2 separate regions of the Anas platyrhynchos genome follow, and region 2 is linked to region 1. A link is a contact called in public Hi-C data. All regions are on one chromosome and are shown on one strand. Each heading gives the region's core, a stretch centred on a gene start, on an enhancer-like site or on the middle of the called end of the contact. The rest is flanking DNA. Distances are from core to core; before and after follow the strand shown.

Evidence for each region. Hi-C and Micro-C count contacts between places; a contact is called where the count stands out from the background.
Region 2: a Hi-C map of subcutaneous adipose tissue shows a contact between it and region 1, with 4 times the contacts expected there. The contact joins the promoter of ABTB3 here to the promoter of PWP1 in region 1. A contact is called at or near these places in 2 of 8 Hi-C or Micro-C datasets (skeletal muscle and subcutaneous adipose tissue).

What each region holds. Positions count from the first base shown.
Region 1 is chr1:56,610,614-56,617,080 of IASCAAS_PekinDuck_T2T, forward strand. It overlaps PWP1 (PWP1 homolog, endonuclein), which reads right to left and starts at 3,199. Exons shown (of 16, transcript XM_027449914.3): 1 at 3,069-3,199; 2 at 2,871-2,929; 3 at 1,940-2,124; 4 at 1,414-1,499. The coding sequence starts at 3,134.
Region 2 is chr1:56,788,139-56,794,605 of IASCAAS_PekinDuck_T2T, forward strand. It overlaps ABTB3 (ankyrin repeat and BTB domain containing 3), which reads right to left and starts at 2,810. Exons shown (of 17, transcript XM_072038274.1): 1 at 1,550-2,810. The coding sequence starts at 2,558.

The DNA of each region.
Region 1 (6,467 bases), core at 1,949-4,448:
ACTGTGGCTGCTCTTCACACACACAGGAAGCAATTCCGAGAGCATTACAGTGTTGTCCACTTTCTGGAAAATATTTCCAGAAAAGCACTGCCTGCAGCTATACTGGGCACTGAGCTGCACCAGAACAGATGTAGCCTCCATACAATTTCCATTGTTACCGAGGAATGGAAGGCATTTCGGGAATTTTTGTTAGTGGAAAACTAAAAACTGTACATAAAAGTCAGTAAACTTGCACAGACCACCGCCCTTCAAATATACAACACATACAGGACCTTTTGGCTTTTATGTTGCAAGCTTTTAATAACTTCTTTTTTATTCACTCCAAGCATTTTTTCAATATTTGAATTCTACTGGGTATTGCAATGCTTTGAGTTAGTCAAGTTAATGCTGTGCAGTGCTTGGTCTTCAACAGCGGTGGTAATAAACACCAATAACAAGCTGCATGCTGGAGAGTACTAAAAAGCATTCAGAAGCCGTGGAAAGGATTTGAGCATCGAGGGCTGAGAAAAGGGAGCTCCCCTTTTTTCTGTCTGGAAGAAAGCCAGCTTTTCTGACACAGAATAAATAGGATCATAGAATATCCCAGGTTGGAAAGGACCCACATAGCTCGTATTCTCCCAGTGCAGGTATCACTGACTATAAAATCCCTTTCAAAGCATTTATCTTCTCTGCTGGTACATGCAATCAAGAAAAATCATTAATGAGTCAATGGAACACACACAAAACATACAGCACCCCAAAATGCACACAGCAGGTGAACTTGTTTTAAAGATGCACATTTGCCTTTCTCCCTGAGCTCTGTTATGGTACATGAAGCCACCACAATGTCTCGTGTGAGATCACACGTTTGACAAGGGTCCCTTACAAACAAACTGGATGTTGTGGTATGAGCCTACAGCTACTCTTTTAATTTTTAAATCTTGGTGAAGAATCTAAAATAGTACAGAAACTACAGCAACCAGAAAAAAATCAGAACCTTTATGCTTAGTAAAAGGTCTCAAAAATTCACCTACTCCATCCCCCTGCCTCAGATGATCACAGTCCCTCCCTCCCTGCAGCTCTCTAGATTGTATTGTCTCTTTGTTGTCTCAAATAACACTGAGATGTGTTATTTCTTCAAGCACTTTGTGTGTCCAATCAGAGAGCTGACAAGCCACCTCCATGTACAGAAGCACACGTCCTAAATCATCAGCCAGTTCGCCTTAACATCTGACTTAAAGGTAAAAAGTGCACATAAAGGGTACGGCACAAAGCAGCCTTAAAAGGAAAAAGTTCTGTCTGAGCAAAAACCTGACAAGCCTTTTAAATGTGCTGCAAGCACCTAAGACCCCGTGGCTGTCTGGCAGAGAATTAGACTTAAATGAATTCTAAGCTAATGCTGTTTAAGATATTTAGCATTTGAATAGTACTTACAGTGCTTTTTAGAGTGATGTAAGGATCCTGATCATTGCTCCCATACACTGCCAGACCAGCTAAAGTCTCTCCCAGCTTTGTATCACCTAGATGGGAATTTCAGAACATATCTTACATGCGTCAACGACAGGTGGAGTTAGACACTCTTGTATCAGTACCTGTACTGCAGAAATACCAGGAATGGGCTAAATGAACTTCCAAGTTCCAAACACAGGAAGAACCTCGGTAAGCTACATTGCTTAGTGCTTTCAGGGACTCCGGCTGCAGTGCTCTGGCACTGCAGCAGGGGGAGTGACAGCCTTTCCAATGCCGCTCAGTTCTAGCATCAGGGAGGAGGACACTAAACTGTTACACTCACTAAATCACTTCCTAAACTGGGATGAGGAAATAATTCAACACGTGAGTTTCCAGCACTTGAAACAAAGCACTCTGTAGTTTTAGGGTACCCATGCCTCATGTACCACAGGAAGTGGAAAAAAAAGGGTCTTCATTTACAATGCATATCTGATACAGAAATTTCTCCTACCTGTGTCTTCCTCTTCATCATACTTATCCAAATCATACTCAGCCAATTCATCGTCAGTCAGCTTTTCAGCGTTTTCCTCCTGGTCGTCATTTTTAGGAGAAGACTCAGCTCTTTCAGCAGCGGCAACGTCCATGCCATCTGCCGTCTGGCCCTGCTCATCTTCATCGCTATCATCAGCATCCTCCCTGTTCAAAGACAGACATCCCTTGAGGAAACGACACAGACTGAGCACTTCCAGAAAATCGCTTAGCGGACTGGTAACAAGATTTCAGCACACAGTCCTGGCTGTTCATGTGAATCTCCAGTCTTTATATCAATAATTAGGAGATCTACTCATTCCTTTCCTGTCTTTTCCCAAAATAAAAGACACTGTTGTTCTCAGGTTGCCAGAGAAAGTTTTATCTTACACATTTTCCTAACAAAGCGTGGCATAAGTTTTCTTTGGTGGAACTAAACTGAAGCGTGTCTAGATCACTTTCTCTCGCATTTACTTGTGGATAATTCAGTTTCTGTAAACTTTTGCAAGGAATCCAGCAGAATTGGACAGCAGACGTGGACTGAGGACCTAATGGGGCTGCGCCAGGCCCCTTGGTGCAGCACACTGCCGAGCAGCACATGCTGCCCTCCTGCACACACAGGCAGCAACCAGCCAAGGTGGCTCTCACGTGTGGCTGGACCTGGTGATCCTGGAGGCCTCCTCCAACCGCAGTGACCCTGTGATTTCCAATGCAAGCATCATCTGTCTGTTCAGCGGACGCACTTTGCCTGGCAGTGCCAGAACTGGAAAGGATACAATTAGGGATGCTAAACTGAAGCCTGAGCGCCACCCCCTCGCTGAGGGCGCACTCAGCCCCTCACCCACCCCCCGTAAAGCCATGAACGAGGCTGACCCCAGCGTTAACCCCGTGCCCCCCCCACCCCCCCAGCTCACCTCAGCCGTTCGCGGGCCTCCCCGACGAGGCGCCGGAGCTCGTCGCGGCTCAGCTGCACCTGAGGGGGGACACGGGGCCGTTAGAGAGGGACCGGGAGGGACCGAGGGGACCGTGAGGGGAGACACCGAGGGGATTTGGGGGACACCGAGGGGATTTGGGGGCGCTGAGGGGGTCCTGTCCCCGCTCCCCCCCCCCACCTTGTCCGGCGTCTCCTTGGCAACGCCGCGCCGCACCCAGGCTGCGCACGGCACCGGGCAGCTCATGGCGGCGCCGCGTGCGGGGCCCGGCGCGCGGCGGTGCCGTCACGGGGGGGGAGGGAGGGGTGGGTGGTGTCATCGCTGCGCGCCTAGGAAGGGAGGGGCAGAGGCGGGGAGGAGGGGCGGTGGGAGGGGGGGGTGTGTGTGTGGAGGGGGCTGTGGGGGGGTGTTGGGAGTTAATTAGCGGGGCTGGGAAGGGGTCTTGGTAATTGGTCGGTGCCCGGCTCGCCCTGCAGCGGGAGCATAGCCCAGAGGGGGCACACACGCGCCTCCACAAAGGGGGGAAAATGGGTCGGAAACACCTCACAGAGCCGCAGTTACCAGTGAATAGCTGCTCTTTTCAATCACAGAATCATTAGGGTTGGAAAAGCCCTCCAAGATCATCTGGTCCAACCATCCCCTTACCGCCAATGTCACCCTCTGACCATGTCCCCAAGCACCACGTCCAACCTTGCCTTGAACACCCCCAGGGACGGTGACTCCACCACCTCCCTGGAGTTGTTTTGTGCCTGGAATCTCTCTCAGACCCATTTCTTAGCCTCTAATGAGCAGAGCTGAATTTCATTTTCTCCCGAGGCACCTCTGCAGAGTAAGGCAAGACTTGACAGCAGCGAGTTTCACTGTTTCAGTTTAGTCACCTATTCTGGTGGCAGAGCCTACTGCCTGTCTGCTTGTCCAAAGTGAAAAGAACCAAAACACTGTCCCTAATTCTGGATCCGCTTATGCAGAATTTGAGGCATATGACCCATCCCAACCTACCTGAGGAGACAAGTGCCAGGTAGTTCTCATCCATGTCTCATCATAATGGTTCACCTGGGTGAAGGTACCTGGCTAAGCAGAGTAAACTTTTATTCTGTCATGGGCTTACCAAGTGAAGAAGAGCAGGGTCAGTCGGAAAAAAACGTCTCCTCTGAAAGGAAGGATCAACTTCTTTTTTAGGGTATGTGTCAAGGTGCTTGGAGAGTATTACCCTTCATGCTAAGTAAGGGCGAAGGAGAAAGGAGACCTGAAGAGATACAGAAGCCACCAGTCCCAGTAAGCGTCCCAATAATTATTTGAAAACTAGCAAAAAAAGGGTGCTCCAGAGTCCAGGGCTCTGCAGAGACCTTGAAATATCTTGAAACTGTCAGAAACAGTGTAAGTGTTTCTAATGTGGCAGCTGGAAGGTACTACAAGGCCATGAGAAGGTTCATACTACAAATCCTACGGGCTGTAAGCAAGAAAACAAAGGGAATTTTATGTGTTTTGAGAGAAGTGATGCTGCAGGCTTGTTGCTGTGGTTCAGCTCACCTCTTCAGATGAGACAAGGGTAAAGGCATTGATACACTAACACTCAAAAAAAAATAAATCTTCTCTCAAATGAGCTGCAAAGTATGTGTTGCAGTCCCAGAGATGAACAGCTAAAAGGGAAGTCACAACATCAAGAAATCCTCTAACTTTGGACAGACATAAAGAAGGGCTTATGAGTGGCTTTGAAACACCAAGGGCAGCCACAAAAGTCCTCAAGGTTACCTTTTGATTCTCTGTTTGCATTCCCTAGGTATTGCTCTGAAATAAAGAGCATGAATCGGAGGAAACCAAAGGAAGATCAGATCCCAATAGGGCAGTATCTTGTCAGGGGAGACAACATACCCTGCTTGCACACGGCAGCATAGCCTGGAGGGAAGCACTCTCGTACTGATAGCTAGGCATAGGCAAGTTTTCAGGTGGTTGAAACAAGGCCGCTTTGGTTTTCTTTCATCCATGATCTCAGGGTGTTCTCTGGGAGATCACCAACCTCCCCGCTTTAGAAGATAAAGCATCCTTGCGCCAAGGCTTATTCTCCAAAATCTTAGGTTTTGCTTACCTTTATGGAATAAACTAGATCTGTTACTTATCCATTAGCTTATTTTTTATTTCTTTATGGAGCATCTGTTTCCCCCAAACGTGCCCTGAGAATTTGGGAAAACTCTATCAGCCCAGCACTAACTGCTGTAAGATACTGCTGGAGCCAACACAAAGGAAGAGGGAAATCCAGTCAGCGATCACTCGGCAAGCTGGAAGAAGGATGGCTGGGTGTGGAGAACAGTCACGTTTGTCCCCCAGTTGAGAAAAATGACTTTAAATGTATTGGTAGAAATCCAGTAGAGGGGAAAAGGGTAGTGTGGGAGGTGAAGAACCAAGAAGGACAAGAGGGTAGGACACAGTCAGGGCCTCAGCAAGCCTCACACAGAAAATGGATGAAGTTGAAAATAAGCATAAAATGATACAACACACTAGGGCTCTGCTAGTAAAGGAAAGTCAGTAAACATATGGGCATGGGAAAAACCAACTGGCAGAGCTCCAAGTGCTGTGGCTCTGCCAAGATATGCAAGTTTTACTTATAATTGTTGTTCTCACAGCTGGCAGGGGGTGGGGCCTGTGTGCCTTCGTGTCAGTGTACACATGGGTGAGCACTCAGAGGAGAAAGGGTACGTGTGAGTGTGTCAGGGCACCATCACATCTCCGTGGGCAGATGCACTCATGAAAACACCAGAAGACTCCCACCCCTCCAGCTGTGCTGCACCACGGCAGTGAAGGGAGATGCTAGGGGCTCTATTTGTCTCAGTGGTGGGGCGTACTTGCTGCTTGACTGTCTAAGAATATGGCCCAATACCAGTTGCTTCAAGTATTCATGATTTCAGGAGAGACCCTTTTTTTTTTTACATGCTTCTTCGCTCATAGAGCAGAGGGGCTGAGAAGCTCTAGAAGGGCAGAGAGGCAGCAGGGCTGTGCTATGTAAAGCAGCATCCTGGGCTGCAAGGCTATCTGCGCAGATTTGTGGATGTCGTTTTAGATCTTCGTAGCAAAGCTTGGAGATAGACAGCCCACACTCCTACTCTGGAACAACAGCCCCCTTGAAACACTCGTTTTTTAAAAGAGAAGAGAGAAGGGAAGGGAAGGGAAGGGAAGGGAAGGGAAGGGAAGGGAAGGGAAGGGAAGGGAAGGGAAGGGAAGGGAAGGGAAGGGAAGGGAAGGGAAGGGAAGGGAAGGGAAGGGAAGGGAAGGGAAGGGAAGGGAAGGGAAGGGAAGGGAAGGGAAGGGAAGGGAAGGGAAGGGAAGGGAAGGGAAGGGAAGGGAAAAGAAAACTAATTGAAGCAGCTTTCATTAAAATATAAAGGTCTCTTGACATAGAAACATCTGATATTGCCGCACTTACAAATATGCCTGTATATGCCACTATGCAGTTTAACTTTTAAAGTTATTATTTCTGACTGGTTTAAGTGATACTGTTATTTTCTAAATAATCTAATTTAAACTGAGATGTAGAATGATCTTTTTGGTGTGTGTTACACTGATGCCTCTGCTGCTGATGCCACC
Region 2 (6,467 bases), core at 1,560-4,059, 180 kb after region 1:
TAAATCTAAATAAACATAAACAGCAATAAAAAAAATGGTTTTCCTTACAAGAAGGCCCGTGTCTTGCTTGCACCTGTAACTCTGAATATACGTAACAGGATGTCAAGCTACTTCTTGCATGATGCTAAAAAGCAAAACATGACAGGCATTTGCATAGGAAACAGAACGGCACAGGGAGAGAGGCAAAACAAAATGGACAACTTGCTAGGGCCTGATTCAAACATCTTTGAGAAATGCCACTTGCTCCAGCCAGGACTGAGATTTGTGTCAGGTAAAGCTACAGCAAAATGGAGACAAAAAAAAAACAACTCTGAATCATGCCCCTGGAGGGGAGATAAATGAGGGTCGGAGTGAAGTTCGTTTAAATCCACCAAGCTGCTACAGAGGGGGCTACGGATCTGCAAAACAAAATGAAAGGCTCGCCAGGAGCCTGCACTGCCAGTGCTGCAGTGTCAGGAAGGCATCGCAGTGCCACCTGAAACCGACAGGCACAGCACCAGCTCGAGGGAAAGCAGCGGTGGCCCTCCCGGGGGAGAGATGCCTGCAAACAGCGCACGGATCCTGCAACGCGTGCCTCTGGCAGCATAGGCGTCTCGAAGGGAGGTTCGGCAGAGCATCCAGGGAGGACAGGAGGACATCCTCCCAAACCCAGAGGAACATAACGGAGCCACATCTATTTACACCAGGGGGGAGGCTTCGCCCCTTTCTGCTTGCCATCCTCCTGTGGGTCTCTCAGGGGAGAGAGGACAGCAGCAAATTAGCCGTAAGGCAGCAGCTGTGCCTCCAACACCTCACCAGGGTTAATCTGCAGCCCCGATCTAGACTTCCAGTTATCCTTGTTCCCCCGGTTTCCTCTTCTCCAGCATTTGCATCTCAGCGTGACAGGTATTTCGTCTGTCAGCTTATGTGCCTGTGCACGCCGCTAGGTAGGCGAGGAGCACCCGGCTTTAACTACGGCTCCCCGAGATGCGCTACCAGCTTGGTCCATTTCCCTTTCCTCACCAAACCGAGGGAGCCGAAACCCAAGACATGTCAACTTTGGGATCCTGCTCCCTCGAATGGCAACTCAGTAAAGAAAAAAATATCGGACTCGTCGTTTGCAAAGAGGCGAAAAGAGAAATAAGAAATCCCCAGGAAGCTGATGCATCGCGGCGTTGCATCTGTGTCGAGCCCTGGGTAAACAAGCAGCAACATGAATGAAATCTGTCCAGAAAGACTGCATTTCAGCGCCAACCACGCAACCCCTGGCCAAACCACTGCGTCTGGAACAAAGTTTGAGCGAGCGAGAGCGAGCGCCCGGCTGCGCCCCTGCCATTCAGTGGGGAGGGGGCAACCAAAGCTCTGCGGGGTGGGTGCCCCCCGACAAACCCCACTCGGGCAGCCCCCCGGGGATGCGCACCCACCCACCGGGGGGTGGGCTGAAAGAAGAAAGGAAAGGGTGTGGGGCGACCCCCGGAGCTGCAACCCCCGTGGGGACACCCCTCGCCGTCGGGGGGTCCCCAGCCGAGCCGGGGGGCGCAGGGGGGACCCCGGGGGGCCGGGCACTCACCGCTGGCGTTCTTGCCGCAGATGAGGTGCTGGTAGGGCTGCAGCAAGCCCCACAGCTCGGGGTCGTTGTTGACCGTCTGCTCCAGCGCCTCGAGGGTGAAGCGCGGCCCCTCGGCGCCCTCCTTCTCCTTCTCCTTGTCCTTCTCCTTCTCCTTGTCGGCCGGGGGGCGGCCGGGGGGCGGTAGGGGGGCGGCGGGGTGTCCGGCCAGCACCCTGGCGTGGATGTCTCGGAAGAGGCTCTCGGTGCCGGCCGTGAGGTAGATGGCGGCGTGCTCGTGGATGCGCAGGGCCACTCGGCTGTCCACCATCCAGCGGTAGAACTTGCCCACGGAGAAGGCGAGCCCGCAGCGGGCCGATTTGCCCCGGCTGAAGCGGTCGCCGCCGCTGCCGCTCATGTTGTAGAGGGACAGGGCGCCCAGAGCCGCCGCCGTGCAGCGGGCGGCCAGCGTCCAGCCCAGCACGATCTCCATGGCGCTGCGCACCTCGTGCTTGGTGCACTTGGCGAAGCGGAGGCTCAGGCGCTGCGCCTCCCGGGCGATGCGCACCAGCGCCCGGCTCACCAGCGTGGACAGCCGCGCCGCCGCATCCCGGTTGCCGGCACCGACGCCGCTGGTGACACCACCGACACCACCGGCAGCGACACCGGCACCGCCCGGCGGCCGCGGCTCCCGGCGGGGCGGCGGCGGCAGCAGCAGCGCCTCCACCTCCTCCAGGCTCCAGGGGACCTCCTCGAGGTCGGGCAGGAGCCGGGCGCACTGCTGCCCCGCGCAGTCCAGCACCTCCGAGTCTTCCGCTAGGACGGTGTTGACGGTGTCGAAGCTGTTGTGGCGACTGTGCATGGAGCCAGCTAGGGGCGGCCAGCAGCTGCCTCCATAGGGGTACGTGGGGTGCGAATCCGAGCAGCACAGCGACAAGTTGGACGAGCGCACCGAGTCCGCCGCGCCACCATAGCCGGAGTCCAGCGTCAGGTCTTCCAGCGTCCTCACCGCCGTCTTACCCCTCCGGGCCATCGCCGCACTTCATGCTGCACCCAAGGCGCCCGGGCACGGAGCGGAGGAAAAGCTGGGGACGGGGAGGGGGCAGCCCCGCTGGGCTGGGCCGAGCCGTGCTGAGCCGAGCCGAGCCGAGCCGAGACGAGCCGAGCTGGGCTGAGCCGAGCCGTGCAGCCCCGCTCCCCTTGGCCGCGCACCGCCGGAGCCGCCCGCTGCCTGCTGCCGGCCCCGCTCCCGGCCCGGCTCCTGCACTGCGCCGCGGCGCGGGGTGGGCGGGGACATGCAAATGACCCTCGAGCGCCGCGGCCAATGAGGCGCGCGGAGGAGGAGGGTATGCAAAATACCCAGAGCGCTTCGGCCAATGGGGACGCGCCGCCCGCCGCCAGGCTCCGCCCCCCGGCGCTGCGCGGTGCTGGGCGCGCACCGGCGGCGGGGCACGGCCCGGGGGGTGGGGGCATGGGGGGGGGAACGGGGAGCGCCGGGGGGTGAGGGAGGGAGAGAAGAGCCCTTAGGGAAGCCTAAAATTGGGAAATCTGCGCGTTTCTGAGCCTGGAAATTAGGAAATTGTGAAATTAAAAAAATCTCGACATGGCAAAATGGTGAAGTTCCAAAAATCTGGGAAGCAGAAAATCTCGCTGTGTTCCAATCTTGATGTTTTCCGATCTTGAAATCACAAAAAGAGCAAAAATCTCGCTGTTTTCTTGCTTTGACACAGCAAAATCTTGCAATTTTCAAACCTCGACATCTTCAAACCTCAACGCTACCAAGCCTTGAAATTACAAAACCTGGAAGTTAACCCTCATCGAGGCTTGGGGAAGTAAGATCTCTTTTAGGATTCCTGTTGTGTTTCCTGCACGCTTTCGGGTTCCCCGTGCGACACACAGACCACCTCTCCCCAGCTAACTTATTCCAACCCTACGTTGCCTGCCTCGGCGCTATTGGGAACTGCCTGGCTGACAGCCCAGGCAACAGGCTGGGAGGGTGCATACTGCATTCAGTGTTGACAAAATGCTGTATCCTTTTAAGCATAAAACACCGGCAGAAATCCCATCCCTTCAAGTACAAGAGCCCAGCAAACGCGTTATCGTGCCAGCAGAGCTGGCCAAAATTCCCCAGCAGACGAGGCACGGCGTGCCGGAGCGGTGCCCGACCCAGGGAGCACAGCCTGGCGTGCCTTCAACGTAAACTTCCTACAGGAAAGGCACAAATGCAGCTCTAGGTAGGCTAATTTGTCGGGCGGGCTGGGGAAAGCTACGGCACGGCCAAAAACACTGAGGGGTTGCCTTCCCCAGCGGGTCAAGTGCTGTCGGAAACCGGTTTGTGAGCGTAAGCTTGGCGGTTCCACCAGACACGCTGCAAAAAGCTGATTTTTTATGGGAATACACGGGCATCGTAAGCTCAGCGGTGGTCACAGAAGGTAGCAGGGCTCAGGACAGGAGCAACCCCAACGACAGCCGCTGGCAGCCTGCAAAGAAGATGCTCAGGCCCCCGCTGACAGAGCGGGGGGACCATCAAACTGGGGAGCGTGCCTTGAGAGCACAATCATGCGGACTTCGTGGCTGTCCAGACCAACATCTCGCAGCAGAGCCCTCTGCTGTCCTCAGCCCTTCAGTGCGGAGCCTGCTCGGCTTCCAGGCTGCTCAGGGAAATCCTCCAGCTCTCAGTTCAGTGGGAGAACGGGTGCATCTCCAGGCCCAAACACCTCGTGTTGGGTATTTTTCTGACAAATGCCACCCACCTGACCTTGTCCCTACGCTTCCAGGAAGCACCGTGGCTCTGCGCTGACCGCAGGCAACAGGAGGTGAAAATTAGGGGAATCCCAAGTTTGGGGGAGTTTTGTAGCAGATGGTGGGTTGTGCTTCACGGCGTGCACCCAGGAAGGGTGGGCTGAACAAATGAGGGGGGCGACTTGTTCACCACCCTTGTAAAAGGGTTGATGTTGACCTTTGAGGCACTGTTTTTAGGCTACATCATTACCCACACATCTAGACAAATAGGACAAGTGAGAAGAGGGCAGCTGTCTCAGGCTGCGTGTAGACTCGGGCATTTATGGCACTGACTCAGAGTCAGCGCGTACTTCAAAAGATCTCCTGGCTACTAACTACAGAGAGTTTTTCTTTTCATTTTAATGCGGAAAGCAAGATATTGGGCCTCACTAGAGATTTTGTCCTTGTAGCGAGATCCCTATCACCTCCCATGTCATGCCACCAGCCTGGAAAAAGTCGCGACGCCCGGACGCACCAAGCGCGTGTCAGCGCCGGGCTGGTTCGTGCTTTCCTAAGGAGCAGAGAGACCTGACTCATTTCTTCGGGACGACTAATTACCTTCTCACCACACGCTCAGATCAGTGCAGGGCAGCCGTTCTGGATCTCCAGCTATCTTTGGGTGCCTGGAGGTCCTTGCCTTCCCCAGGTGCGGCCTGCTTGGCTGCTGCAGCCCGCAGCGAGCTTCGGCATGGTTTGGAAGGACATCTGACAGCGCTCCTGAGACAGGGTGACTTTGTTCTGGAAACTGCCCTGGGAGAAGATGGGATCAAACGGTTTGGAGGGAAACACGCCTCTGCGACAAGAGCACTTCCCCATGGGGTCAACAGCCCTCAGCTTTCATCCCAAAAACGCACCACACCTCCCCTGCCCTGGGCAGGCGGGCAGGTGTCTGCAGCCATACCCTACTGTGCGAGCCAGCTGGGGTCATTTGCCTACCAGACAAAAACATCCACTGAAGAAAACAGAGTCCCTTTATATGTCACATGCTCGGGGAGGGGGGACGGCAATTTTCAGCTAGTTGGAGACCTGGACATTAGTTATCCTGACAGAGCTGGGGATTCAGACAGGAGCTGATTAAGCACCCTCAGAGGATGATAAGTGCCAGCCAAAGCTCTGAAAGAGGTAAATTGAAACACACTTTAAAAAGGTGCTCAGGGCAAGTTGAAGCGAATGGGGAAATTAGAGATTGCGTGGGGAGAGCAAGAAGTGCCACAGCTCTTTGCCTTTCCTTCCCCACCCAGCGAACTGCCTGCAAATGGCACCTTGGTGAGAGCCGCAGGGCCAAGCCCGACTGCAAGCACGCTGGCAGGCGGAGCAGGAATGTGCCTGGGATCAGGCCACTCGGTTATTGTACTCCAAAATTCAACGCGCTGCCACGTCATAACAGCTCAGATCAAAAGCAGCACTCGCAGTATCTCGCAGCTCTATCTCGGGCTGGCAGCAGCAAGCAGCAGGCCGCACCAGGGCCTGGCTTGTGTTGCTGGGGATGTCCTGGCGCTCATGTTTCTGATCACAGGGGGTTCGTTTACAAAGCCAGGCTGTGATCCTGTACCTGCAAAGCATGTGTGAAATGCACCTCCCTGGCAAAGCAGCCTCTGGGGCTGCAGCTTGCCTGCAGCCTGCACAAAGCCACCCGTCACAGATGGAGAGATTGGAAGGAAAGGAGCGCTGCCATCACAGGTAGCATCATCCCCCAAGGCCTTTGGGTAAGAGCTGCCAAGCGTTCAGACAAGAGGGCTCGTGGAGGAGACTCCTGGTGCTGCTTCTTGACCACGTGCAGCACCAAAATGAGCAGGGGTGGGTGGCACGACAAGGCCACCAGCTCACTGGGACTCAGTCAAAGGACTGCCCAGCCCAGCTGCACTCTTCTGCTCTGCAAAAGCAACAGCTCCTACATCCCATTGAGCTCAAAGCCCTGCCAACTTTCTTCCTGCCATGCCCATGCCCCTGTGTGCTGAGAAGGGAGCGTGGTGGGGGTGTAGAAACCCGTGCCTGGCTGGGAGGAGAGCGATTCCGCAGGATTTCTGAGAAGCTGCTAACTGGGGACACTTGGAGAAACTGCCAGCCAAAACCAAATCATAGATAAAACCATGCAGACCGTGTCTGTGGTACGTTTTGGATGCCAAAACCATAAATGAATTCAGAGAGATCTGAAAATTTT